Regions from separate parts of the Hordeum vulgare genome. Here region 1 is linked to region 2. The links are chromatin contacts, called in public Hi-C maps. All regions are on one chromosome and are shown on one strand. The core of a region is the stretch at or near the end of the contact, and the rest is flanking DNA. Distances in the headings are between cores, read along the strand shown. Region 1 holds the start of LOC123424293 (glucose and ribitol dehydrogenase homolog). Region 2 has its middle 380 kb from the start of LOC123396629.

Region 1 (6,208 bases), core at 2,660-5,159, 790 kb after region 2:
AAAACCCCAAGGACCATCGCCAACCACCAAGAAAGCTCACCGGGGAGCCCGTCCGAGCTGCCCGCCCCGCCCAGCCATCGGAGCACCTAGAGACCGGGTACCCACCCACCGACCTGCCATTGTTGCGGCCCGTGCCGCCCTCGGCCCGCGTCGCCTAGCCCCAAATCCGGTCGCGTCATCAGACCACAGATCTGGCCTCGCCGCCGCCGGTCTCGGAGAGCAGGCACGCCCCAACACCTGGCCACCCCCCGCGGAGGAGCAGAGGCACCAGAGCTCCGCCTCTGCCAACCACACCGTCGTGTCGCCCGACAGAGCTCCACGCTCTGACCCGAGCCACCGGTTTGCGCCAGCACGGCCCGACCAGGAGGACCACGAGGCCTCGCCGCTGTCGGCCTCCCTCGGGCGGCGGCGAGGGAGGAGGATGAGGGGGGAGGGGGAGACCGCCGGGATTTAGGGTTGCCCCCCGGTCGCCTCGCGGGGGCGACGTGGGAGGAGGAAGGCGGGAACTCACAACTGTGTGTAGATAACTACATAGCTGAAGAAACTCATCAGTTTCACAAACCAAATCCAAGATCATATGCAGGATAATCATGAAAAAAAAACCTTATTAAAACTGTATGAAAATAAAACACAATCGAAATCTTCACTTACTTGCTGCAGGGACCAAAAATTAAGCTCTATAACTGTACTTAGGTGTCACAAACAGAACACTAGAACCAGGAAGAATACTAGGACCAAGTAGTCTACGGAGACAGGAACAAAGAAACTACTTGCAAGTTTTAAAATTCATAACTACGGTTACAACACATGATCAAAAGAAAAAAGGATTAGGGGGAACATGTTCAGGAAGATATGAAATGATTTAGGAAAAAATGTTTGAAAAGGCTAGGAATGCTGTATTTTCAGAAAGCTATGACTGTATTTTCAGACACTTTGGCACTGACAAAAATTGTACACTAATCAGAAACTATGATGATATTTACAAATTTACTCCTAAAGAAAAGCAATGGATCTATGACTGTATTTTATAAAATTTGGAATTGTATATAAATACCTTTTACTTGTACTTGAAGTTTGAGATGCTATGACCTTTTACTCTAGAACTAAAATGATCATTACATATGATTTAGGACTATGATCAGATAAAAAGACTGAAAAAATATCAGGCTATGCACTTACACTAATTGGCATAAACAATGTAGACAGTTCTTGTTTATTCAATAACAATTCACTGCTTATACTTTTTTTTAATAATATGTACAGGTGCCTGCAATGGGATCAAAGGAAATGAAATCTAGTATGAAAGGGGAGGAGCTGTACCTCGAACATGACGAAGCTGATTTCCTTAATGTATGGCTTTATTGTAGCATTAAAAAACTGAAAAAAATAACAAACATATTCAATATCATGCTTTTCTAACTTGATTCTTGACAAAATAACAGAGCGGGGCATAGTCTTGTACTCAAGTACTTTAGGCGCAAATGATGTACAAGGTACTATCCTTGTGAAATTTACATATAATACAACAGGAAAAAAAATCTGCAAAAAAAATTACAGTTTTTATTCATGTAAATGTATATGGTTTAGTAGAATGATAAACTTTGTTCAAAATTTAAGTGGAATCGGTTATATGAAAAACTCCTGCAATTTAAGTGGAATTGGTTATATGAAAAACTCTTGCAAAAAAAAAGTTCCCTGCCTCTTTAGTACTGCACTCTTTTCTTTTGTGAATTTCTTACAAGGTTTTTAATGAAGCAATATCAATACAAGCATGGACGATACATGTCATTTTTTCCTTATTTTTTCCATTGGATTTTAGAAGGAGTTTTCCATGACATATTGTATATCCTTTTTCTTATTTTTTCTTTTTCTTTGTTATTTTTTCCATTGAATTTTAGAAGGAGTTTTTCTTGACATATTGTATTATCTTTTTTCTTATTTTTTCTTTTTCTTTGTGAGATTTTTCAGATGGTTTTTCTCCTAAGGTTTTTAGTGAGACAAGATCAAAGTTTTCAATGAAGCAATTTCAATACAAGCATGGACGATATATTTTTCCTTATTTTTTTCACTGGGTTTCAGAAGGGCATATTATATATTTCTTACTTTTTCCACAGGGTTTTTAAAGGAGATGATTCCAAAGTATGATTTGCAAGAACAATCAAGGATTAGGGGAGTGTTAGGATTTAATTACTTTGTAATTAGAGATAATCCTTGTTGTAAGGAAGCGCACAGTGCGGAAGCCTCTCCAGGAAACCGTCACGTCGTTTGTTCGGGAACATCTCCTGGCAACCGCTCTTTCTAGGGACTCCCATCCCTGGCACCTGTTCCCCTTTATAAATAAATTTGTTGGTCATCAATAGAATAGTGAGTTCGATTAAATTGTTCTTTCACATGCTCGTCTCTGTATTTAGGTATAGAGGGAGTATGACCATAGTTCAACTTGCAATGCATGCACGTTACATTATTTTATTTAACGTTTGACGCTTGCCCTCGTGGCTCCAGCGCCAAAAGTCCCTACCGAACACACAACGGTACTACTGCCACACAAAACACTACCAGCTGACTCCGAGACTAACACGCCACACTTGCTCGTACTACAGACTCGCACACCACGGGCACACTTCACCCTGTTCTTCCCGAGCTTCTCCAACCTCGATCTAGCTATTGACGATGGTACCACCTGCAACCCGTTAACACGCAAAAAACAATTGATTAACATTGATCCTAGCTGCAATGAATTTCATGGCCAAGATGGGAAGAACCAACGACGTGCTGGTGAAGGGTTTACCGTTGGGGTGGAGGATCTGGCCGGAGATGTAGGAGGAGTCCTGCTCGCTGGCAAGGAAGACGAAGCTGGGCGCGACCTCGCTGGGCTGCCCGGCGCGCTTCATGGGCACCTCGGACCCGAACTGCTTCACCTTCTCCTCCGGGAAGGAGGCCGGGATGAGGGGCGTCCAGATGGGCCCCGGCGCCACGCCGTTGACGCGGATCCCCTTCTCCGCCAGCTGCATCGACAGCGCGCGGGTGAAGGCCACGATGGCGCCCTTGGTGGCCGTGTAGTCCAGCAGCGTCGCGTTGCCCTTGTACGCGTTCACGGAGGTGGTGTTGATGATGCTGGACCCGGGCCCCATGTGCTTCACGGCGAACTTGGTCATGAGGAAGTAGGAGAAGATGTTGGTGCGGAACACGCGCTCCAGGTCCTGCTCGGTGATCTCGGTGATGCAGGGGCGGACGTACTGCTCGGCCGCGTTGTTCACGAGGATGTCCACGCGGCCGCCGTGCGCGTTGGCCACCTCCTCCACCACCCTGCGGCAGTTCTCCTCGTACCCGAGGTCGCCCGAGAGCGCCTTGGGCTCGCCGGCGCCGGTGCGGGACTTGATGTCGCGGAGCGCCTGCAGGGTCTCCTCCGCGTCCTTGTCCTCGTGCCCCTTCACGTACGTGAAGTTCACCGTCGCGCCCTCCAGCGCGAGGCACAGGCACACCGCGCGCCCGATGCCCGAGTCGCCGCCGGTCACCAGCGCCACCTTGCCCTGCACGCGCACCCAACATCAACACGCATATCAATCAAACCGCAGCTGAACGCACGGAAGGCCATCGACAAGCAGTGGTAAATAAAACCGATTTACCTGGAGCTTGTTGGCCGACTTGTAGTTCTTGATGATGGCCTCGGGGCGGGGGTCCATGGCGTGCTCCTTGCCGGGCTGGCAGTCCTGCTGCTGCGGCGGGAACTTCTGCGACGCCATTGCTCTGGTCCCCCGGCGAGCGGGCGGTGCTCTTGGCGACGACGCGGCGAACGAAGCTAGCGCTCTGGTGGTGGGGAGGGGACGCAGCTGATTCGGTCGGAGACGGTGAAGAAGAAGGAGAAACGGCTGGGCTCTGGTGGGTGTTGCGAGGAGTGCGCTCATGGCACGGTGGAAGGCACTGGGTGGCAAGGGGCCGATATAAAGGTGCAACGAAGCAGCGCGGGCATGGCGCGTGGCGACGGACGTGGCACGAGTCTCGCAGCTGTCGCCGCCACGTGGTGACACCGCTCGTGTCCGAGTGACCGAGTGTAATCCGAGCTGCACCGCACGCCGCTTAGCGTGAAGCTGCTGCTACATGTTTCTGGGCGATGAGACAGTCGATCGATCGCCATTGTTGATCCTGTGGTCCGGCCGACCTGATGGTAAACGGGCCTAGAAGCCCACTAGAGCCCACAATCATAACACTTGTGGGCCGCCCATTTCTCTTACCTAGCCCGCAAGCACAACGCCACAAACTTCCTCTCTCTCGCTCTCTCGCCAAAAGGGAAACGGCGGCGACTCCTCACTCCTTGGAATCAGATTTCCCACTCCCCATCGGCCGCCATGGCGATGGCGTTGGCAACCCCACCCCGCTTCCAGATCTCCAACTAGATCGTTTCGCCATGGAGCACCGCGACGGGGAGATCGCCGCCAAGCGACCACCCAAGCGTTCCGACGGCGGCGACGGCCGCAGCGAGGACCGCCTCAGCGCGGTTCCCGACGACCTCCTTATCAACATCCTTCTCCTGGTCCGCGACGCCGCCGCCGCCGCGCGGACCAGCGTCCTCTCCCGCCGCTGGCGCCGCCTCTGGACGCTGCTCCCGGAGCTCCACTTTCTCCCCCACAATGATCCCCACCGCATACGCCTCGCCCTCGCCGCCCATGAGGCGCCGGCCCTACGCTTCCTCGACGTCGCCGTCATTGACGGCACCCCGGAGTCCATGGTGTCCTGGCTTCAAATTGCCGCGCGCCGCCTCTCCGGCCATCTGGTTCTCATCAACACCGAGCAGAACACCTCGTTGGACGAGCCTGGCGAAGGAGGCGCATTCGAGCTGCCCTGCTTCGAGAACGCCATGTCAATCAGCCTCGAACTAGGCCATCTCGGGCTCGGCCTCGCCGTGCCGTCTTCGGGTGTATTCGCCCGGCTCACCAATCTCTTCCTGAATCGCGTCCGGCTACATGGTCCGTCAATGCTCGGTGACGCTGTCTCCTGGCCACGGTGCCCATCCCTGCGGAGACTCATCGTTCATAATTCCTGGGGTGTGCGCAACTTCGCAATCCACTCCGATTCTCTCCTTGAAATAGACCTGAGGGATCTTCGGTCAGATAATCCCCTTGGTCTGGGCAGCTTCACCATTCGTTCAGACTCTCTACTGCGAACGAGGCTGATGAGTCTGCGTGGCTTGGAGCAGCTCACTGTTATGGCGTCGGCACTCCAATTTCTAAGTGTGAGCTCCTGCATTTCGTATAGTTCGAGAGGTAATCAACCGTCTGCAAACATCTTGGCCCCTCAGCTGACATGCCTCCTGTGGATGGATTATTATCATCCAAGCTACACCCAGCTTAAAATGGAAAATCTAGAACGGCTGAGCACCAACCTTTTTTTTGTATATGGACAAGAGTCGCACAAGATGTACAATAGTAATTGTACAAGGCTTCTACGGCGCTTTGAGGTTATCTGGATTCTCAAATTAACACTTTTCTATCTGCCGGTGAGTTCACTTACACAATACTAGTAAACTGCAACTTTCCTAGTAGTGTGGTGCCGTGGTCATGGAATGGACCTTCCTGGTTCATTCCCGGATGCTAATGACAAGCACACATGTAGTCCTATAATTGTAAATTGCACAAGCACACATGTAGTCATATACTTGTAAATTGGACAAAAACTCTCGTAGTACTTGATGTAAATTGGACAAGAACTCATGTAGTCTTGGCCTCATTGTTGAACTGAGATCTTGGCGTTCACTCGGATGAAACGTTCCCTGCCTCATGCCATGGCTCACATTCGCCTATCCTGCTCCTTAACGGAGAGTTGCTGTATTGTGTGGTACAGTTTAGAGATATCGGGAAGACAAAGAGTAACAGTATGCTGAGATAGGTGTGGACACGTGGCATATTCTAAGGTGGGTCTAATTTCATGATAGAAAAGACCAGGTCTCATAGGATCATTTTCCGTCCTTTATCCTTCCTAGCAGCTTCATTCCCATGAGATAGTGTTATTTTTATTGCCTTTGATCAGTTAGCGTTGAGATTACAAACTACTGCTGCTGCACTAGTATATTGGTAATTTAAGATGGCACATGAGGTCGGTCTTGCTAGCGTAAAAAAACGACCTCCACCACTGCACTAATATATTTGTTATTCATATGATGGCTCATCACCTCAGACTTGCTAGCATAAAAGAACCATTTGTTGTCTGTTAT
Region 2 (6,034 bases), core at 3,023-5,522:
ACCCGTTGATGTCCTCCTTCTGCTTTTCGGGGGCCAGCACAACCATGGCACACACCGCCCAATTCTTCTCTTGGGCGTGCGTGTACCTTCTCTACCGTTCCTTTAGATATGGGCGTGCGTGTCTTCTTCCTCTACTGCAGTGCACTCATACTTTGGCGGAATGGCGATGGGGAATGGAAGATTGGAAGGCTTCGAGGAGCACCGCGATTATCCAATCCTGGAGGATTCGAGCGACCATATGCCAACGCAATGGACCCACGCCAGATAGATGTCGTCGTCGGTCGGGCACAATCCTCCCAAGAGTGGTGGAGTGCAATGCAGATGGAAGTTGTCTCTCCAACCCGTTCGGAACCACACCTCGGTAGATGGATCCGGACTGGTCGGAGTCAGATCCACTTCTAGCATGTCAAAGAAGACCAAAGATCGCGTGATGGGAGCTTGGGTGGCAGAGTGAAGTAGAGTAGAATGGAGAGGGTCTGATCCAGAAAGGGATGGAGATGAATAAATATAAGGTCGGATGGCCCAGCATGGGACTTGTCCAACGTGGCGGACGCGTCCGATTGTGCAAGGATCTCCCATATGTGCCCCATGTCCGGTCGTTCGCTAGCGCACACATTCTGTCACCACTAGTTTTCATGAATACTTGATAGATATGCTATGTCATGCATCAGGATTCGACTCCTAGTAATCTTACATTTTGTCGAGACTCCTATCTCCCGCTCATGTGGGGAGCGCTCTACTCCTGAATCGTGAATGCTCTCGGTCGCTCGCCCAAATGTTGTTTTGTTTGGATGCAGTTGATCAATTGACGGGTCAACCATTGAATTTAATAAAGGAGAAGAAAAACAAAAATCATAAAATCATAAAAAATGAAACAAACTGAGATTAAAAAAAACATGGATTTCGAAAAAGATCATCCAATTTTTATATAGTTAAACAAATTTTGGAAAATTCACAAAAAAAATTAAAGTATTCATTCATTTGAAAAAAATCATCATTTTTTTAAAAAATACATCAGTTTGAAAAAATGTTCATCAAATCTTTCTAGAATCATCCATTGAAAAAAATATATCTGAAAAACAATTGACGACCGCTCACACATGTTCCACACGCGGAAGGAAGCATAATATTATGAAAATGAATGGAATACTTGCAATCTGGGTAATCCAGATTGTAATAGGCACTTTTATGGGATACATACTACCTTGGGGTCAGATGAGCTTTTGGGAGCAACAGTAATTACAAGCTTAGCTAGCGGCATACCAGTAGTAGGAGTAAACATTGATTTTGAAAATTTTCATCAAACTCAAAAAAAGTTCACCAAAACATGAAAAAAATTCATGTAATTTAAAAAAAGTTCATCAAATTTTTAAAAGTTCACCAAATCAGAAAAAAAATCATCAGTTTGGAACAAATGTTGATCTGAAAAAATGGATCACGGACTTTTTAAAAGTTAATGTGTTTTGAAAAAAGGTTCATCGATTTTGCAAAAGTTTCATCCAATATAAAAAAAGTTTATTATTTTGAAAAAAGTTCATCAAACTTGAAAAAATAATTCATCAATTTGAAAAGAAGTTCATTAGATTCGGAAAAATGTTCAAAAAATTTAAAATAGAGAAATTGCAAAGTACGTGCATTTATCACTTATAAAAGAGTAGAAATAAAGAGAGAAAAATAAAAAATCATTAGTTTTTAAAAAAGTGCTAAAAAATGAAAAAAAAAATCTGCAATCATAAGAAAACGTTCAAAAAAATTGAAAAAATTCATCCGCTTTGAAAATAAAATTTACCAATTAGGAAACAAAATTGATTGTTAAAGAAAACGACATAAAAACCAAATAAAAACATCCAAAACATGACAAACAAACTATGCTTAAAAATGTGATCGGAAAAACCAAATGAAAGGAACATAAAAAAGCAAATATATGCGAGTGGATAACGTAGCTTAGTGGTTGCTGCTCTAAGCTAATTGGAGCGAGGTTGCCGTTCGAAAACTGAGTGATGTAGTATTTTTGGTTTTATAACAGAAAAACGCTCCCGCTCCTTTGAATGTGGGCACGGATGTCTTCCTCCTCTGTTGTAGTGCACTCATACTTTAGCGAACGGCGACGGGAAAGGAAGATTGACAGGCTCCCAGGAGCACCGCGATTAGCCAGTCCCAGAGGATTCGAGCGCCCGTTGTGCCAACGCAGTCGACCCACGCCACACAGATGTTGCCATCGGTTGCGTGCAGTCCCCCCAACATAATGCAGATGGCAGTTGCCTCCTCCAACCCATTCGGGAGCACACATTGGTCGATGGATCCGCACTAATCGGGGTCAGATCCACTTCTAGCATGTCAAAGAAGGCTGGAGATCGTCTGGCAGGAGCTTGGGTGGCGGAGTGAAGTAGAGTAGATTGGAGAGAGTTTGGTCCAAAAAACGGATAGGGACGAATAAATATAAGGTCGGGTGGGCCAGCATGGGACATGCCCGACGTAGCGGACACGTCCGATTGCGCATGGGTCTCCCATATCCGCACCATGTTCGGTCGCTCGCAAGTGCACATATTTTGACACCATCGGTTTTCATGAATACATGATAAATACGCTATGTCATACATCAAGGTTCGACTCCGAGTATGCTTGCAATTTTAAATTTTGTGGGGAACTCCTATGTGCCGCCGTGTTGCGGCAAATTGCCACCGATTCGCATATGAAGGGTGCTAGACAAGTGACTAGGCCGGCCCATTTAATCAGCTCGTTTTTTATTCTTCTCTTTTCCCACTTTTTTGCTTTTTATTAACTTCTTTTCCTTTTTCCCTTTTCCTTTTTTCTCTTATTCTTTATTTTCTATTGTGTTTCTCTCTCTCTTTTTTCTAACAAGTTACTGCTTTGAATTTGTTTGAATTTCTAGAACTTGAACAACTTTTGTTTTTACGAACAAAATTTATAAATGGACATCTTTTTTCCGATGAATTTTCAAAAACACAAACATTTTTTGCATATGTGAACTATGGTTGAACTATTATTTTTGTTTCAAAACAGGTACTCCCTCCGTCCGGAAATACTTATCCTAAAAATATATAAAATGGATGTATCTATAACTAAAATAAGTCTAGATACATCTACTTCTAGGACAAGTATTTCCGGACGGAGGGAGTACAAATTTTCAAATTCTGATAATTTTCTAAAATGCAAACATTTTTGGGAAAACGGATGCTTTTAAAATTTAAGATTTGAATTGGTAAAATGGAAAAAAAATCTGAACAATTTCTAAAATACACGAACATTTTTGGAAAACATAAACAATTACATAATATATGAACGAATTGAAAAACACAAGCATTTCAAAAATTTACAATGTATTTTGTGAAAAAACATTTTTCGACATTTGGTAACACTTTTTGAATTGGGAACATTTTTTGAAATTATGCAAACCTTTAAAAACAGGAACACTTTTGAAAAAGCAATCATTTTTTCGAGAACATTTTTAAAAATTTGAGAATATTTTCAATCATAATTGTTTTCACAATACACGAACAAAATTTGGACAAGTTTTCAATTTCTGAGCAATTGTTTCATAAAGAGAAACTTTTTTCGTAATACAGGAATATTTTTTTATGAAAATGTGAAAGTCAGATTTTTTTGTTGAAAAATGTCACTAATTTATGAAAAAATGAACAATGTTTGAAAAATCATGTAATTTTTTGAATACGAGAAAAATTATTGAAGCACGAACTTTTTTGAAAATATGAACACCTTTTGAAAGCAAGAACATTTTTTTTCATTTCCATATAATTTTTTGAAGCACGAACAATTAAATATATATAATGAACACGAGAATATTTTTTTAAATTGAAACCAAAAATTAGAAAATGTAAAAAAAAAAGGTAAAGGAAAACAAATGAAAATGAAAACACTAAAAACTTTAGAAAAATAACATTTTTACAAAAACACTGAAGATGGTTTGAAAATATCAAACATTTATTTAAAATCCCGAACCTTTTTTGAAGTTACATATTTTTTTTTTCAAAAATGGCAATTACTTTTAGTTCATAAGATTTATATAAAAGTAAGAACATATGCTGAATTTCAAGAATAATTTTCAATCTAGAACTTAGTTTAATAAAATAAAATAACGTTATAAAAAACAGAAAAAAACAGAAAGGAAAAAAAGGAAAAGGCAAAAACTGGGCAAAAATAAAAAAACTGGTTCAGGAAACCTCTTACAATGAACCCAAAATTAGTGACAACAGAAACTGGGCCGGCCCAAAGGTTCTCCTGGGGATGTGCTTAGCTTCGTTTATTCGCCGCAAAATGCGGTCAATATGGAAAGCTCCTAGTTGGCGTTTGTGGCGCCAACTAAGGTAGCTGGCGCTCACAACCGTCAAATTATTGGCAGACCCATGTGGCGAACGCTCAACTAATGAATCGTGAATGCAATCAATCGCTCGGCCCAATGCTGTTCTGAACTTTCGCAATTGACCAATTGATTGAACAACCATTGACTTTAATAAGAAAGAAGAAAAAATAAAATCATAAAATCCTAAAAAATGAAACAAATTGAGATTTAAAAAAAGTTCATGAATTTTGAAAAAGAACATCCAATTTTTATTAGGTTAATTGAATTTTAAGAAAAGTTCATATTTTTCTAAATCATTTATTTGAACGAAAGTTCATCAACTTTTTTAAAAAAAATCTATCAATTTGAAAAAAAATCATTATTTTATTTCAAGAATCAACCATTTAAATCAAGTTCAATATATTTGAAAAAAGTTCGTTGATCTTGTAGAAAAGTTCATCAAATTTGTAAAATAAACATTGATTTCGAAAAATTTCGTCGAATGCGGAAAAAGTTCACCGAATCTGAAAAAAGTTCATCAATGTTAAAAAAAAGTTCATCTTAAAAAATTGTTCACGAACTTCTAATAAGTTAACGTATTTTACAAAAAGTTTATCGATTTTGCAAAATTTTCGTCTAATTTCGAAAAAAGTTCATTATTTTAAAAAAATGACATCAAACATGAAAAAATAGTTCATCAATTTGAAAAGAAGTTCATCCAATTCGGAAAAAAAATCAAGAATTAAAAATAGCTCATCAATTTAGAAAAAATAGCAAAATGAAAAAATACGTGCTTTTATGAATTCTTAAAAAATGCTAAATTAAAGAGGGAGAAAATTAAAATTTCATTAGTTTTTGATAAATTTCAAAAAAAGAAATTCAGCAATCAAAAGAAAACGTGCATAAAAAATCTAAATATTCATCCGCTTTGAAAATGTAATTTGCGAATTAGAAAAAAAACCACGTATTTAAGAAAACAACATAAAACCAAATAAAAATGTATAGAAAATATGCATGAAAAAACATGAGTAGAAAAACCAAATAAAGGTACAAAAAAAGCAAATATATGCGAGTGGATAATGTAGCTTAGTAGTTGCTACTCTAAGCTAATTGGGGAGAGGTTGCGGGTCAAAAACCTGAGTGCTGCAGTATTTTTGGTTTTAAATAGAAAAAGGGAGAACCTATATATGGTCCGGCCCAAAGCACAACGAGTGGGGGGGGGGGGGGGGGGGGGGCGGTGATGCAGGCGTCGGTTTGTAAAATGGCCTATAACCAATGTCTGTGGCGCTAAATAGGATTCACCGTGAATATTGTTTTCTCATTTTTTGTGTCTGGGTTGACAAAACGACGGTTGAAAAGGCATGGGCGGACCTGAAACATATGGGCCGGCTTTCTTTGCACGTACATCATTTTTTTTTCTCGAGATCAATGGAAAAACGAAGTCGTTATTATTTGAACAAGCATGAACCAAAAAATATTACCATCTTGGATAGTAAAAGTTCATAAAAACAAAAATATATGTCGGTGAATGAATCCTAAAATTTAAGAAATGCACCTTAATTTATTTGTAAGTATGGATTTACAAAGATTCAACATTCAAATTTCAAGTCCATACATTATGGCACACGCGGTGACATCAGTTAGAAATCATCCTTCAATGTTGAGGCGAGAGGCCCAACTCTTGTAAGACCTTGGCCTATTTTTCGTTGTATT

What was found. A called contact is a pair of places that touch in the nucleus more often than the background predicts.
Region 1: a Hi-C map of leaf shows a contact between it and region 2, with 4 times the contacts expected there. The contact joins the promoter of LOC123424293 here to the enhancer-like site in region 2. A contact is called at or near these places in 1 of 6 Hi-C or Micro-C datasets (leaf) and 1 of 1 datasets of contacts at active chromatin or transcription factors (embryo).

The regions. Positions count from the first base shown.
Region 1 is chr1H:63,550,666-63,556,873 of MorexV3_pseudomolecules_assembly, forward strand. LOC123424293 (glucose and ribitol dehydrogenase homolog) reads right to left here and starts at 3,910. Exons shown (of 3, transcript XM_045107949.1): 1 at 3,627-3,910; 2 at 2,789-3,530; 3 at 2,407-2,680. The coding sequence starts at 3,905. The coding sequence ends at 2,658. It overlaps LOC123424309 (putative F-box/FBD/LRR-repeat protein At5g56810), which reads left to right and starts at 4,282. Exons shown (of 3, transcript XM_045107950.1): 1 at 4,282-5,494. The coding sequence starts at 4,406.
Region 2 is chr1H:62,757,064-62,763,097 of MorexV3_pseudomolecules_assembly, forward strand. No RefSeq gene overlaps it. Among protein-coding and RNA genes, the nearest start is that of LOC123396629, 380 kb to the left of the region's middle. Within about 2 kb of position 4,273, at least 3 of the 3 cell types and tissues checked have open chromatin away from gene starts, as enhancers often do. A contact at or near this core is called in leaf, where this site is marked.